Regions from separate parts of the Gossypium hirsutum genome. Here region 1 is linked to region 2. A link is a contact called in public Hi-C data. All regions are on one chromosome and are shown on one strand. The core of a region is the stretch at or near the end of the contact, and the rest is flanking DNA. Distances in the headings are between cores, read along the strand shown.

Region 1 (2,700 bases), core at 180-2,679, 130 kb before region 2:
TGGGGATGTATGCTGGAATTAACTCCTGTAATCAGCCCATACTTGACCCATAGTTAACCCGAGTTTTAACCCATTTGGAGATTGAACAATCTTGGGCCATTTCTGGATTGATAGTCCAAGAACTTAACCCTAAATTCTATAAACAAGTATTCATAAACTTCTATATCGGTTAAAAGTACCTAATAGATCCTTGTATTATATGGACTGAATCAAATTAATCCCTTCATTATTAAATAGATCAATTTAGTCCTTATACTAATAAAAAATTTTAAATAAATCGAAGTTGTAACAAATGCAACATTTATTATATAAAAGATGTCTTGAAAGTTATTGCAATTCAATTCGAAACAAAATATTTTATTACAAAACTATAAAAACCTTAAAAATATTAACTCATTTAAAGTGTAAAGGTTAAGTCTATTATAATTTGGTCTTATTGTATTATTTTTAATGATATAGGGACTAAATTGATCCATTTAATAATAAGAGGGTAATTTGTTTAAATATTAGATTATAATTTTTGGAATTTGTTGATTGCAAATTAAATACATGGTGAAAGCATTAAAAATAAAACAGGGGAAAGCTAAATTGGATACTTACCAGCCACGAAAGATTGCCCTCGTCATATGCATGAAAAGGACTCAGATAATCTGTACACAATTATATAGCTTTTAATTTGGACTGAATACCTTAAAAATAAACAAATAAATCCCAAGGTTTCATAAATCATTAAAAGAAGATGAGAAATGCATACAATCAGGGTATTGAAGAGAGGTGTTCTGAATGGTTTTGAGCTCCTTATATACGTCCGATTCCAGAATCTCCTTCGTCATCTCCCTCCATGGAATGTTGTTCTTCTCCGCTGTACTGTTGGCATATTGTATTCCATTATTTCATATAGACATATACATCAAAAACACACAGACACAAAAAAAGAAAGAAAGGAAGGAACCTTATTAGGACTTGTCGGGCACCAAGCTTAAGCAGGGAGTAAAAGGGCTTAAATGAAATAAGAGCTTCAACAAGGCGAGAGAAAGGGGTCTCATCTGCCCATTTAGGCCTTTCACGATCTCCCTCCTTGTAGGCTATTGATATAGTCTCCGTCTCAGCCTGATCTGTCATTCCAACATGAACTAAATCTCTTCTTCTGCTTCCCATCCTTCTTTTTGTTGCAGCTGAAGATGCGAGGAAAAGCTTCTCAGAAGACGAACAAGAAGTTGCCCACAGCGCCATTTGTAGATGATTAGCAAACACTTGGAATGAAGGTTACAAATCTGTAATCTATCAGGATTCTGTTTCAATGTGAGTGAGATTTGAGACCAGAAGCAGTTTTGCATTTTCTTTTCTTAACCTGAATTTTCTCACCCTATTGCATAACTCCACGTGGATGATAAGACATCAAAGTTTATCTGCCTGCTTTGCTTCTCCTATAATATTTGTTCTTTCTTCCTTGATAATTTATATGGATAATGACATCAATGACCCCTGTATTTTGGGGTTTGTTTTAATGTGGTACATAAAAGTTTCAAAACATATTCATTAGCTTAATGACAAGGCCAAGCTTGACGGCGAGAGAGATGATGTGGCCGTGGCACTGGTTGATTTCGCCTTCCATCTTGGCAAGGACGTAACCGACGATGAGGCCATTGTAGTCCTTGGCCATGAGTGGGTGTGGTAAAAATACTACTTCATTTGGTAATTCTGGAGAAGGCAAAGCAAGTTGCAAGTTTGCATCATTGATGGTGGCCTTGCATATGGACACCATTGTTTTCTTCGATGGATTTGTTGTTGCTGAATGGAATTAGGGCTTTTGATTTTTTGATTTTATGTTTTATGGTTGAACAAATACGAGATGATAATGAAAATAGAGGTTTGGGTTTTTTCTTTTCATTTTCTACATTTTTTTTCTTCCAAGAGATGACAAGAGCGATAGGAACATGAAGAATTTTAATTTCTACTCTTTTTTTCTTCTACAATAAGAAGAGATGAAAAGAGGGATATGAAAATTTCTTGAAAATTTTTAATCTACTTAAGTATAGGGATTTTATGAGAAATTGGGTTTTTTTTAGATTTTTTGAGAAATTTTTTGGGCAAAATATTTTTAAAACTTTTTATCCTTTTTCTTCTATTTTAGTTAATGAAAAATGCCACATATCACTATTTTATTAGTGTCACAGTAAAATAATAGTGTTAAATTCCAGATTAATTAACAAAATTAAACTTCAAAAATCAAATTAGACATTCCTTAAAATACATAGGCCACTGGTGCCATTATCTTTTTATGATATTGTTTCTATTAATTTGTTGAGTTTTTTAAATTTACAAATTCGACAATTAAATCCACAACATATTACGTGGGTTAGTCAATTAAAATTAATTTTATTAACTTTTTTTTCTAACTCGTTTGTTTCTACAAAGTTGTCGCTACCCATTCTTTTCACCCTTTCACTAATAACTCTTTCTTTTTCTCTCCATTCATTCACCTGTTTTCTTTTTTTTTTTTTTCAATTTGTTAATCTTCACAAATGATAATGTATATTATTATTAAAACTCTACTTGCCACCAATAGTTTCTCTTAGAAAGCGGATGACTCTTCGTCAACTTCTTAATATATTTCTATTTTGAGAGTATTTTAAAATAATAAATGATTTCACAACTCAATTTGGACCTGTGTTGTATTAAGTTTTATATGTTTTTCTT
Region 2 (2,700 bases), core at 130-2,629:
CGGTTTCTCTTAGAAGAAAAACTTTGGATGTGCTTCACAACGTCTGTTGTTTTTTCTTCCCATCTTCTACTTGGATAGGACTAGTTTTATCTGATCATATCTCCAAAGCCCAGCAACAGATGGCTCAAAACCACTAGGCCCAAATCCCTTTGTAGTAATGCCATAGATTCCCAACAACATCCCTTCATTAGTGGAGCCTGATTGATTATGATTGAGATTAGGATAAAGATTCCTTAGAAAATCTCCAAAATTGCACAAGATAAGTTCTATTTCCTTATCCAGACTTTGACTTCTCGTTCCATCTAATTTGCACAACCAACGGCTAACTCCCATCGAACCCCTTCTTGTTGGAGCTCGCAAAGTAATATCCCATCTGAAAAAAATCTATGATGAATCCACCCTTACCTTCACCAGATAGAAACTTTCATCATGACCAAGTTTTCCACAGATGAAACAAAATAAGCTATGTTTTTCATATTAAAACCTAGCATAAAACACTCAGTCACCCAACATAACCTTCTTTTTTTGTTTAAAGGCCAATTGCATATCTAAGCAAACCTTTAGCCTCATGTACCGTTTCATCCCTAGAGAAGGAACCATTGTATCATAGACAAAAAAAATCCCCCAAGAAAGATCCAACACGTCGTGCCATTATTTCTGACATAAGGCTCAGTGACAAGTCATGGATTTGGACCCAAAACTCAACATGGTTGAGAGGTAACGTTAGCGGATCCTCTCTTGTCTGTAACTTGTGCATCATCAATAAATGGTTATTGAAAAACCATGGCATTCCTTCTATAATCCTATTCAGATAAACTTCATAAAAGAACTTAAATAAGTAACGCTTCTCATCTAGATCAGTAATAGCAATGCCCCCAATAAGGTGCCATAAATCAGCCATGGTGTTTCTTAAAGACGAAAAATAGACTACACTATCTGTTAAGCAACTGCCAACCAAACAAAAGTGAAAGTCTTCTTTAGACTCAATCGTTTTCTCCTAAAAAACCTCTTCCTCCTCGTCATCAAGATTCAGATTCGCCATCTTATCCTTCATTGATGCACTATCTCAATTTGAAAAGCTGAGCAAAAACTAAAAAGAAAAAACTAAAAAACCATGTCAAAAAGACAGATGGAAAAACGTGCCAAAGAATCGCGGATGAATTTAACGGTGGTTTAGAAAATATCACTTTCATAAACTTTATTGTTGTTTAATCACTCTATCCATATTTTTAATCTTTTAAATAACAAAAAATATTTACTCTATAAAAATTTCCATTAATTTTATAATTATTTTGGGTATTATATATTTATATTTTTTTCAAATTTAAGATCAGCAGTGATTGAAAATGACTAGTAATTAAATCATCTTAATTGATTACTAATACTAGGAGAGTCTAAAAACAGATGTAACAGCCCAGCAGTGTAGAAGAAAGCCCAAATGATGAGAGACCGTCGGTTCCCTTCAGATCAACGGACGTCTGAGAACGATAATCCGTATTTCAAGAAACCTTCCCCCAAAGTTTCTGCCTTGATGTTGACCCAGTTCTGGTCCAATTAAACTAAACCAGAAAGTCCAAAACACCACTTGTATCCTTGATCTTGTTGGCTTCGGTCTATCTCAAAACATCCTTATAAAATGTGAAGCATAGCTTTTCTTATCTTTCTTTTTTAAGTTTTGAACTGTAGGTTTATTTTGGCGAATGGAGAGGGAGCTGGTGGATTTGTTCGAAGCTGCCAAGAAAGCGGCTGATTTAGCCGCTGCCTCCGACGCCGTTTCCGAGGTTTCCCGATGCGTCGATGCCTTGAAGCAGCTCAGGGCTTTCCCTGTCTCTTACGATATTCTTGTTTCTACTCAGGTATTTTTTTTCTTCTCTTTTCACCCGCATTCCATTAATATAGATTTCTTTATTTATTTGAGATCTCATGAATCAACATTCTTATAGCTGGGCTTTTCTTTGCTTTCATTTTGTGACAGTAGATTAGGAGAGAAATTTAATTCCTTTAACTGCATGGTTGAGAAATTAGCTTTTTCTTTTCTCTTGAAATGGTAGCAAACAAGCAGTGCAGTTTATAATATTTTGATTTCGGCTTTTAGATTGTGGGACAGATGAATGGCGCTGCTTCATTTGCTAAATGTAGGAGCATTTAAGATGTATATGGTTATTCCCAGAGGAAGGTTCCTCTTTTATGGTAGAGAAGTGTAGGGGATAGGGTTCTCTCAATTAGTCAAATATATTTATTTTAATCAAAGATTGGGGAGGTCATAGTGGGAGGATTGATAGTGGAGTATAAAATAACAAATCAAATCAATCCTGGCTTGGTGGGCAAATCACACGCCATCACATTTCGTTTCTTCTCAGTTTTCTCCCTAAGGGCGGAACCTCATGCCCCCAAATTTCCCAAAATTTTTATTATACACTTTAAAATTTTCAAATATTTTAATTAAACTTTCTCAAATTTTTTATAAATTCTAGTTCAATCTTTCAAAAGTTTTAAAAAACTTAATTAGAGGTTCCAAAATTTTTGAAAATTTTCATTCATCTTAAAAAAAAAAATTTAATTAAACCCCTAAAATTTATAAAAATTCTTATTAAGCCCCTAAATTTTTTTTTTGAAAAATTTAGGTAGGCCCTCAAACTTAATGGCACGTTCTGCCACAAGTAAGTTAGCAGAATGTTTCTTTCCTTTATTCTCCATCCA

What was found. Hi-C and Micro-C count contacts between places; a contact is called where the count stands out from the background.
Region 1: a Hi-C map of leaf shows a contact between it and region 2, with 1.8 times the contacts expected there. The contact joins the promoter of LOC107896856 here to the promoter of LOC107896850 in region 2. A contact is called at or near these places in 16 of 34 Hi-C or Micro-C datasets (callus, cotyledon, hypocotyl and 3 more).

The regions. Positions count from the first base shown.
Region 1 is chrA10:88,757,242-88,759,941 of Gossypium_hirsutum_v2.1, reverse strand. LOC107896856 reads right to left here and starts at 1,429. Exons shown (of 7, transcript XM_016822152.2): 1 at 953-1,429; 2 at 755-867; 3 at 601-650. The coding sequence starts at 1,233.
Region 2 is chrA10:88,625,652-88,628,351 of Gossypium_hirsutum_v2.1, reverse strand. It overlaps LOC107896850 (transcription elongation factor TFIIS), which reads left to right and starts at 1,379. Exons shown (of 2, transcript XM_016822146.2): 1 at 1,379-1,856. The coding sequence starts at 1,701.